Regions from separate parts of the Sus scrofa genome. Here regions 2 and 3 are each linked to region 1. A link is a contact called in public Hi-C and HiChIP or PLAC-seq data. All regions are on one chromosome and are shown on one strand. Each heading gives the region's core, a stretch centred on a gene start, on an enhancer-like site or on the middle of the called end of the contact. The rest is flanking DNA. Distances are from core to core; before and after follow the strand shown. Region 1 overlaps TRPV2 (transient receptor potential cation channel subfamily V member 2). Region 2 overlaps ZNF287 (zinc finger protein 287). Region 3 holds the start of CENPV (centromere protein V).

Evidence for each region. Hi-C and Micro-C count contacts between places; a contact is called where the count stands out from the background. HiChIP or PLAC-seq counts read pairs in DNA pulled down with a chosen protein or histone mark.
Region 2: a contact with region 1 is called in an H3K27ac HiChIP or PLAC-seq map of alveolar macrophages. The contact joins two enhancer-like sites. A contact is called at or near these places in 8 of 47 Hi-C or Micro-C datasets (alveolar macrophages, blood, brain and 5 more) and 1 of 2 datasets of contacts at active chromatin or transcription factors (alveolar macrophages).
Region 3: a Hi-C map of retroperitoneal adipose tissue shows a contact between it and region 1, with 1.7 times the contacts expected there. The contact joins the promoter of CENPV here to the enhancer-like site in region 1. A contact is called at or near these places in 5 of 47 Hi-C or Micro-C datasets (adipose tissue, embryonic fibroblasts, epiblast stem cells and 2 more) and 2 of 2 datasets of contacts at active chromatin or transcription factors (alveolar macrophages and skeletal muscle).

Annotation. Positions count from the first base shown.
Region 1 is chr12:59,132,937-59,136,367 of Sscrofa11.1, reverse strand. TRPV2 (transient receptor potential cation channel subfamily V member 2) reads left to right here. Exons shown (of 19, transcript XM_013980349.2): 15 at 284-2,035; 16 at 2,251-2,301; 17 at 2,723-2,784; 18 at 3,164-3,267. The coding sequence ends at 375. Among named protein-coding and RNA genes, the nearest start is that of TRPV2, 18 kb to the left of the region's middle. Within about 2 kb of position 1,822, at least 63 of the 83 cell types and tissues checked have an H3K27ac peak or open chromatin away from gene starts, as enhancers often do. A contact at or near this core is called in adipose tissue, alveolar macrophages, embryonic fibroblasts and 3 more, where this site is marked.
Region 2 is chr12:59,054,061-59,057,491 of Sscrofa11.1, reverse strand. ZNF287 (zinc finger protein 287) reads right to left here. Exons shown (of 6, transcript XM_003132027.5): 6 at 513-3,431. Among named protein-coding and RNA genes, the nearest start is that of ZNF287, 17 kb to the right of the region's middle. Within about 2 kb of position 1,946, at least 57 of the 83 cell types and tissues checked have an H3K27ac peak or open chromatin away from gene starts, as enhancers often do. A contact at or near this core is called in alveolar macrophages, mesenteric adipose tissue and retroperitoneal adipose tissue, where this site is marked.
Region 3 is chr12:59,198,321-59,201,751 of Sscrofa11.1, reverse strand. CENPV (centromere protein V) reads right to left here and starts at 1,711. Exons shown (of 4, transcript XM_021066287.1): 1 at 1,308-1,711. The coding sequence starts at 1,678.

The DNA of each region.
Region 1 (3,431 bases), core at 573-3,072:
TGCTTCTGGTTCATCAGCACGTCGCAGGTGTTCTGGTTTCTAACACAATGCTGCCACTTCCAGGGACCATCAGCTCCTCGGCAGAGGGCCCTGACTGACCCAGGGCAGGGGTACAGGAGATAGTTGGAGAGCAGGGAAAGGGATTGCTGGGACTCCGGGATCACCTGTTGTCCACAGGGCATGTTGCTGTTTCATGCCTGTGAGCTCCTCCTGTTTCCCTGGCACCTGTCCTTGGTGACACACACCAAAGGCCAAGCCACAGTGGTCTCCATCCTGCTTACAGGTGACACGAACGAACCCCTGGCCTCCCAGCCCAGCCAGGACAGTGTGACGGAGGAAGACAACGTGCCCCTCCAGCCCCTGGAGTCGCGCTGATTCAGCAGGAGGCCTGAAGGCCAGAGCGGGGAACTAGTCTAGCCCTATCTGCTGGCCCTGGGGCCCCAGAGAACATGGGTGGTCAAAATAAATATTTTCCCATGACTGCCTCTCCTGAAAACATTGTTTGCGTAAAGGTGCTGGGCCCCTGGGCTGTTGCATGTCTCCGTGAGCACAGGTCTGTGTCTGGGCACAGGGGACCCTCACCCTGCAGGTAGCTGGCCAAGGTACTGGGCCTGCTGTCACCCCAGACGCAAGATGGTGGACATGGGCAAGCACGGCCACCACTCCTTCCTCTCTCACAGTCTCCAGATACCCCTCAAAGCCGCCCCCAGGTCGTCTCTAAGCCTTCAGGTTCCTGGGCTTGCTTAGCTCAGGCTGTGGATTATTGCTCCTCTCCCCACGGGCTTCCGGCTTAGTTCCCACCCCTCCAAGCCAGAGGGACCTTCCCTAGACAGTAGGACAACACGTTACCCCTGTCTCTGAAGGCCTGAGAGGCTTCCAGCGCCCTCGGGGGCCCCTAGCTGGCATCCCCAGCCCTCCATGGTTCTGCCCAAGCATTTCTAGACACCACCTGCTCTCCCTTCGCACAGGCCGATGATCTCGTGTGTGACTCCTAGGTTCGGCTCTCTCAAGAAGCCTCCATTAAAAGCCCATACTTATTTCTAAGACCAGCTCAAAAATCTTTGTCTCACTATCGCCTTTCCAGTTTCCTCCCTTGGGGTAATGTGTGTTCCTAGGACGTGAGGGCACGGGTTGAATGTTTTAAGTAGCAAGCCTGTTCCCACGCTGGGAGGGAGGCTTCCCGGTCGGGGTGACGGGGGCACTCCTGAAGGAGTCCCGATGGAGCCGGGGCGGAGGAAGGCGAGTGAGAACGGTCGGTCGGAATGCCGGGGTTGCAGACTCGTTCGGGGAGGCCAGACAGCACCGCCCCCCAGAACCTGGAACAGCTAAGGTGGGTGCACATTGGCTGCAGGCCCGGGCTTTGCAGCGTCTCAAGGGCCTAGTCGCATGTGAAGCTCAGAACAACCACCGCTGGTCTCTGCAGCTCCACCTTCCAGACCCGCAACTGCAAGCGCTATTCGCCGCAAACCACACAGCATCAGAACAGAGCCCGTCCGGCGTGACTGCTCGGGCCCTGCGCAGGCGCTCTGGGGCTCTCCAGAGCCTGTGACCCAGAATTCCCGAGCCTCGGAAGAGACCATTGGCTCTACAGACGGGGGGAGTTCGGGGCGGAGCGGCGGCGCCTGTACCGTCAAACAGGCTGGAAGTTCCCGTGAGCCTTTGCCAGGACTCCTCACCCTTCTGTAAAGAGTGGAATATTCCAACTCCTTAAGAATCTGGGACCGGAAGGATGCGGCCTTTTCCCTGTGGGGTTGAGTTCGCTCGGTGCCTCGCTCCTGCTCGCGGGGGGGCCGGGGCCGGGGCGCGGGCGACAGAGCCTTTCTCACTTCTCAAAGATGTTCGCGGGAAGCGTAACTGCAGGGCGGCGGGCGGCTGCGCTCACACAAGCATTGGGGCGGGCGCTGTGGCCGGGTGTTGGGGGATTGGGCCGGAGGCCCGAGGACCATGTGCATGTTTGTCGGGAGCCTGAAGTCCCTGCAGGTCAGGGCCCTGCCCCAGGCTAGCCGCTGGGAGTGAGCAGCCCCGAGAGAAGCGGGTAAGCGGGCTGCCTGCACCCGAGGGCGCGGAACAGGGTTCGTAGTGGGATTGCGAGGGGAGCTTGCTCGGCTCTCATGATGATTATGTATAAAATGTCGTCAGAAGCGAGAAATGACGAATTTAACGCCGATCTGACCGCAGTCGCTGAAACCGACTTCAGGTATGGTAACTGCCAGAATGCGTCCTAAGTGCACGTTCTATTCCATATTTCAGGTGGCAGGCCCGCTCAGGGCTTTGGGAACCGGAGCAGCATCCTTGCTCGAGGTAAGGGCCAGTCGGGGCAGGGCTTGGCAGGTAACCTAGCTGTTTTAATCTCAAATGCACTGATCTTGACGTCTACTTCGTCGCCGTGACATAATTATGAACCGCCTCCTTGCGTAACTGCAACGTTAGGCGGTTGCAGGCTTCTGGTCTGACACTGGTTATGTCTAAGGAGCATCTGTATCGAGGAGCAATTGTGTCAGAATGCCTCCCTGCAGGCTGTATTTTAGGGTGGTTTGGGGAGTCAGGGCTTTGGCGTGGTGAGGTACTTGGCTGCTCTGATGAAATCACTAATAGGAAGTGCCGTCAGAAGCGATAACTGACGATAATAACTCCTGGCTGACTGCAGTCGAGCCCTCACAAGTAGCTGGTGCCCAGGAGTAAGTTGGTCTGGGCTGTGACCTGGAATTTTTTGTTCACCCAGGCTGCAGATTACCAAGGTGCCAGCATGTGATCACCAACAGCTGAGCATGGCCTGCTCAGAAGGTAAGCAAGCTCTGTTCTGTGGAGGGGCTGGTGGTTTCAGGGGCCTATTGGCAGTGCCACCTGGCTGATCTGATACCTTGTACTGCGTAGCCCTTGACCTTTATTGTCAGAATGTGGTTCATGGTGTCTGGGTCAGACTGCACAGTGAGCCCAGGAATTCTTTTTTATGTCATAGAGCCCTGAGCAGTCTGCTTCTGTGTTCAGAGATGCTCTGAAAATTGATGGCCTTAGCTTTGTAATGTTTAATGTGACTAAATGGGTTAAAAAACATCCGCAGTGAACCGAGTTCTTTAGGGACTCGTGATAGGATGGCTGTAATTTGTAGTGGTGGCTGGCAGCACAGAACAATCTGTCCTTGGCACCTGCTGTCTGTCAACAGGTGCCTCGTGTGCATCCCACCAGGTGTTGAGCGCTGAAGAATGATCAGCAGAGCAGAGTTTTAAAGCTGCCAGCGGTGGCCCAGAGACCTCAGCCCAAGAAGAGGTAAGATTTGATCTGAACAGTAACCACCACCCTATGGTAGAATGCCTAAGCAGCTAGTTTTGTTAAAATTGGTTTGAAGAAAAAGATATCAAATGATGAAATAACCCAAAAAAGCTGGAATTACCGGCAGATGGTACAGTGGTGAACCTATGGTTTTCTGAAGA
Region 2 (3,431 bases), core at 697-3,196, 79 kb after region 1:
AACCACAGCAACACAGGATCCAAGCCGCGTCTGCAACCTACACCACAGCTCATGGCAACGCTGGATCCTTAACCCACTGAGTGAGGCCAGGGATAGAACCCGCAACCTCATGGTTCCTAGTCAGATTTGTTTCTGCTGCACCACTACGGGAACTCCCAAAGTGTGTCTCTTTTAAACAGAATAATTTCTTGGCGTTCCCATCAGGGCTCAGTGGTTAACGAACCCGACTAGAAACCATGAGGTTTTAGGTTTGATCCCTGGCCTCGATCAGTGGGTTAAGGATCTGGTGTTGCCTTGAGCTGTGGGGTAGGTCTCAGACTCGCCTCAGATCCCAAGTTGCTGTGGCTGTGGCACAGGCCAGGCAGCTACAGCTCCGATTTGACCCCTAGCCTGGGAACCTCCATATGCCGCAGGCTCAGCCCTACAAAAAAAAAAAAAAAAAAAAAAAAAAAAGACACCCCCCCCCACAATAAACAGTAATTTCTTAAAAATCCGGTCTGACAATCTTTGAATTTGACTGGAGGTATTTATTCCGTTTATCTCCTGTGATTATAGATGTACTTGGGTTCAAATATTCCTTCTTGCCATGTTTTCTACTTGTCTCACCTGATCTATACTTCTCCTTTCTTGCCTCCTTTGAGAAACAACCTGAATGTCTTTCATTAAAGGACTAGTGGAATATGCTATCTTACATCCAAATGCAGTAATATGCAGCAGTGAAAAAAGAACTGAGGGCCATCTCTGTGATCTCCAGGGTATATTTTTTATGTGGAAGAGGTGAAGAGATGTGTATACAGGTTACAGTCTTTCTAAGAAAGGGTGGAAGGAACATACAGCTGATCCTTGAACAACACTGGTTTGAACTGTGTGTCCACCTATGTGTGGACTTTTTTTTTCAATAAATGTGTACTACAACACTACAATGGATGGGTGCTGAACTGAGGGGAGGAAGGAACTATTACAAAGTTATATGTGGCTTTGCCTGGAAGGGTTGCTGCCCCAAACCCGTTGTCCAAGAGTTGACTATGTGTGCATACATTTTCTCATATTTAAAAAATTTTAAGAATAAACTGTAAATTTTTAAAATGGTTAGCTTTGGGGAAAGAGGAAACTGTGTAGACCCTACAGGGATAGAAGTTGGATTTCTCTGCTTTGTTTTGTAGATTTTACCTTGCTGGCATGAAAAAAACTTTACTTCATTATAACGCCAAAATGCAGTAAAAGCAATCCCTGAATTTTATAAAGCAAAATGAAAAAAAAAAAAATGAAACTGCTGTATTAGTATCTTAAGACCACTGTATGGACTGAGAAACACTACCAGACAAAAGACACAGTTTCTCCAAGAAATACATTGAAAGAAAAAAAGAGAAATGTCAGAGAACTTACAGACTGAAAAAGAGATTTCGTTACGTATCAATTAATTTCAAAGGGTGCAACTTTGTTGAATCCTGAATCAAATAAACAGACTGTAAGAAACGCAAGAAGAAATTACATCAAGCAGGGGAATCTAAACATTCAGTTGATAATATTAAGGAATTGTTTTAATGCAAAAGGTATATTTAAAAAGTCTCTAAGTTCCCACTGTGGCACAACTGGATCAGCGGCGTCTTGGGAACGCTGGGATGCAGGTTCGCTCCCTGGTACCGCACCGTGGGTGGGTTAAGGACCGCCGTTGTTGCAGCTGCGGTTAGTTTGCACCTGTGGCTTGGACCTGATTCCTGGCTCTGGAACTCCATATGCCGCGGGCGGCGAAAAAAACAGAAAGTCTCCATCTTTAGCCGCGTCAACAAACCCCTCGGTCCCTGAAGGCTGAGCTCGGAAGAGGTGTCGCGGGGAAAACGTGCCTGGGTGCAGCCTGGGGCTGCGCGGGAACATCCCGCTCCCTCCCGCCGCCAGGTCCCGCCTAGAGCGCGCGAGGAAGTACGCAGGCCCTAGGCGGGGGGGCGCCGGCGGAGCCACGACAATGGCCGGTGCGCCTGCGCAGGTGGGCGCGTCGGCCTTTCCCAGGAGCGCCTGCGTGCCCGGCCCCGCCCAGCATCCCAGAATTCCCTTTACCCGGAAGCTGGCCGTGAGCCTGCAACTGTTGGGATGCCGGGGTCCCTGAGCTCTGGGTCCGGAGAGGCGCGGCGATGGTCTGAAACCCTCCCTGAAGGAGGCGAACTTGGGCTTTGGCCGTCGCCTCCACCCAGCTCGATGGCGGGCCGTCCCTGGGCGGGCGAGAGCACTGCGCGCGGGCGGACGTGCGGACTCTTGATGGGGAAGGGGCTTCCTGAGAGCTTCACGGTTAGAGTGGAAAGACTTCCTGCCGAGAAGCCACTCTCCCTGCCCGTATTTGTGAGTTTTCATTTCACAGGATTTTACAGAAAGAACCCATGGATCCAGCCCTTATTCCGTCGCTGTGTATATGACTTCAGGCATCCTGGGCTTGACTTCCCCATCCACAGAGCACCCAGTGCTTCTGACGAGGTTACACACACATTTATACACATCACTGTAGTGCACATGCTTGCCATTTTTAATGGCTGTAGTGTCCTAAGGGGGTAATAATTAAAGTGAAATAGAGCCATGAAAACAGAGAAAGGGCAAAATCTCAGTTACAGGCACATGCAAGTGAATTGATACCAGAAGACAAGAGTCAAAGAATGAATGGTTTTAAGTTTTAAAGACCAAATAAAATTCAGCAAGAAAACCTAGTACTTTGCATGAAACAGATCCTCAGAATTGAAATTTAGATCCAGACCTGCCTTAAGGAAGGTGATGGAAAGGAGGGTGATGAGCCTCTCTATACAGAAAATTAGGACATGTCAGTGTTCACACACAACATAGTAGGTGTCATACAGCTAGCTGCTAATACTCTCTGCTTAGCACATTTGCGTGGTTAACTGACAGGCTCCCTTCCTCTGGAAACGCAGTGCTGATGGCCTCAGCTCAAGACCTCTCGTGTTTAAGCTTGCGGTCTTCCTAGTCTACCTAACACTTGGGTTCTCTACAATTGAGTTGTACGCTCAACAAGACTTAGTTGTTTGCTTTCAGTCATTTGTCCGGGTGTGTAATTATGGCTCCCATTACATAATTAGACATTAGGTAACTGATGAACGGAGGGTAGAGTTGCCTTGCTGCAGACTCAGGTGAATGGCGGAAGGGCTCAGCCCACTTGCTAAGCATGTCCAGTAGCAGTGAGCATGCCTACTGCCCAGATCCTGTCTCATAAGTTTCGGCCTATCAACAAGAGCCAGAGATTCCTAGAGAAATAGCTCATCCCATCTCTGGGCATTCATAGTGCAAGGTGACTCTAAGATAGCTTTGTCAGAAGGCAGTTAAGTGCCCTAGATTAGAAGGAATGCCAAAGGGCAGAAGAGCTCCTTGAAGGGTCCAACTGGCCAAACTTGGGATAATGAGAGCATCAGAAACAAGGAACCTAATTGTTCGAG
Region 3 (3,431 bases), core at 462-2,961, 65 kb before region 1:
TAAATCAGACTGCTTCCCGAAAGGGCTGAACACAGAGAAAACATTTCACTGTGCCGTCTCAAGCAATAATTAGAGGAAAAATAGCTCACTGAAGTTTTAATTTGCATTTATTGGGTTATTAAGACTGAATGCTTTTTCGTGTTTCTGTACCAGCTGAATCCGTTAGCTTGATGTATTAAAATTTTCTTCTGCTTTCCCAAATGCTTACTGTAAAAAATTCAGTAAGTATGAATTACTGCATAATTATATATACTGTAAAATTCAATTTACAACATCCGATGTTAAAAATCAAAGTCTCCTAAATCCTAACACCCAGAGGGCTGCACAGTTAAGTATTTGCTATATGTGCCTCCAGACTTTCTTCCATGCACTAATGTTTTAACAATAACAGTGAAGAGTTAGTTATATATTTTTAACTTAGCGAGTTTTGGTTTCTTTTTGACAAATGTCTGCAACTTTGCGCCAATCTGATAGGTAAAAAAATCCCACCCTTTTTTGTCAACGTTTAAAAATCCTTCTCTTGATCATCTGTCAGTCAGTGCGCAAGTAAAAAATTACTTCGAGTTTGCCTTGTACACTTCTGAGACCTTGATATGCCCCCACTCAGCAGCAGCTGGCACAGCTGAGGAGCTCGAAAATGCTGCTGTAGAGAAATTGTCCAGCTCATAGTCCAAGATGATGGATGAGAGAGTGAAGCACAGGGAAAACCAAATATTCCGTCTCTGAAGAAGACTCATCCTAACGCGAATTTCTTATGGAGCAAGGACAGAGGACATTTTTGTCCAAGAAAAGGACTAATCCTCAGGTTGTTACGCAACTGTTAGGTTGTTTTGTTTTCTCGGGGGGTTTCAGCTTGAAATGATGGGTCCTGAGAGACTCAGGGCGCTAAAGCACGTCCCTGCCGCACAGCTGCTCTACGGGGCAGCAGGGGCCCATGGAGACCGGGACCCCCGCAACTTAGGGCTCACGGCTCGCGCCTCGGCCGCCCTGAGGTCCCGCCCGCGGCGGTTGCGAACCGGCGGCCCGCGCGCTCCTCCCCGCGAGACGCGCACACAATAACGGGCGCCCGGTCCCCGCACAGTCCCAGCTCCCCCAGGCCCTGCCGCCCCTCCCGGCCGCTCTCCACACCCGTGCGCAAACCCCAAAGCGGCTCCGGGACCGGGGCAGCCGGGCGCCCCTCTTCCCGGGAAGGCCGGCCGCTCGGGCGCCAGGCGCGGGCCGGACGCCTCGGCCTTTGTCCGGCCGGTGCGGCGGCTCGAGCGCCGCGGGAGACGTTACGGGCGCCGGCCCGGCCGCGCCGCACTCACTAGGTGTCCAGCAGCAGCTTGGCGGCGCCCTCGAAGCTGAGCCTCTGCCGCTTCTGGAACGTCTCCCAGCGCTCCCGCTGCTCGCCCAGGTCCAGCTCGGACGCCGAGGGCGCCGCGGGCGGAGGCGGGGGCAGCGGCGGCTCCGGCGGCGGCTCCCCGGGGCCCGCCTCCGGCGCCCGCGGCGACGACTGCGGCCGCCGCTTGGCCGACGGCTGCCTCGTCGCTGCCCGGCTCCCGCCCCCCGTCTGGCCCGCGGGTGTCCGTGCGCGGCCGGCACCGGGGGCCGAGGCGGCGGCCGCAGGGGCCCTGGAGGCCCCGGTCCGCTTCTGCCCGCGTGGCTTGGCCGCCGCGCCGCTCCTCGCCCGCCGCATGGCTCCCGCAGCCTGGCGCGCAGGCCTCGCCGCCGCGCGTCCCCGCTCCGCGCGCGCTCGCTGCGCCCACGCGCCCACGCCGCCCGCGCGCGCCCGCTGCCCCGCCAGCCCAGGGGCCGCTGCGCCCGCCCGGCCGGTGCTTGCCCCGCCGCACCGCACCCAGCCCGCCCCCGGCCGCGGGGCCTGCACCTGCGCCGCCCCGGCCCGCAGGCCCTGTGGGACCGCGCCTGGGCCCTCCTACCCCGACACCCGGAGCCTCTGGGAACCTGCCGAGGCGCCTCCGCGCCCCGAACCCGAGGGCTTCTTCCTACCCTGCTGAGTCCTGAATTCAGAGCCACTTCTGCGCAGACACCCCGGGACGACTTCACCTCTCACATGTGGAGGACAGCACCTGCCTGGCAGGAGCTACGCGGCGCATGGGGAGCTAATCTGGGTAAACGGCCGGGCACCTGCAGCTGCGGGACACACAGCAGGTGCAATCACTGATCCTAAACTTGGACTTTTCTGCCAGATTATAAAGCAGCATCTTTAGGATTCCCTCCTGGCTCAGCAGGTTAAGGATCTGCGTTGTCACTGCTCTGGTGCGGGTTCTGTCCCTGACCTGGGAACATCCGCATGCCAGGAGTGTGGCCAAAAATAAATAAATAAATAAAATAGAACGTCTTTAAAAATAAATTTAAAAACAAAACAGAACAGCGACTTCAGAATCTCAATGGGCAGCAGATCCTTTAAACGTAATAAATGAATTCCGCACCAAATCCCATTATGATGGTTTTGTTGAACATGGTACCGAAGTTTAAAGACAAAAATCTTGAGACCCACTAATGGAACCCAAGTATTTTCCAAACCTATTTTGTTCCTCTATTTTATTCATATCTTCAAAGAAATAACGTTCTTTTACTCATTTTTCTACATTTTTGTTTTCTACTCCCTTAATGTCAACATTCCTTTTTGTTTTTACCTTACCGTTAGTAAACTAATACATAGTTCCTTTATTTTTAGTATTTGGTAATAAAATATTAATGACTATAAATTTTCCTCTGAGTATAGCTTTAGCTGTGTGGATTAGAGTTTCACTGAAGGTATAGTTTATATGCAGCAAAATGCACATATCTTAAATATACAGCTTATGTAATGGCCACCAATTTAAATATTGACTATTTTCAGCACTCCAGAGAGTTTCTCTCAGGTTAAAGAAAACACAGGGGAGCACATTTTTTTTTTTTTTTTTTTGCTTTTTAGAGCTGCACTCGCTGCACATGGAGATTCTCAGGCTAGGGGTCAAATCAGAGCTGTAGCCGCTAGCCTATGCCACAGGCTCAGCAATGAGGGATCCGAGCCGCATCTGCCACCTATACCACAGCTCATGGCAACGCCAGATCCTCAACCCATTGAGCAAGGCCAGGAACAGAACCCATAACTTCATGGTTCCGAGTCGGATTCGTTTCCACTGCGCCATGACGGGAACTCCGGGACCACTACTCTGACTTGAATCACCAGAGCTTGGTTTTACCTGTTTCTGAAGCTTTAAAAATAGCATGTACTCTTTTTTTTTTTTTTTTTTTTCTTTTTAGGGCTGCACCTGTGGCATATGGAAGTTCCCAGGCTAGGAATCAAATCAGAGCTACAGCTGCTGGTGGGATCCGAGCTGCATCTGCTACGTACACCACAGCTCACAGCAACACCAGATCCTCAACCCACTAAGCAAGGCCGGGGATCAAACCCGCAAGCTCACGGATCCTGGTCGGGTTGG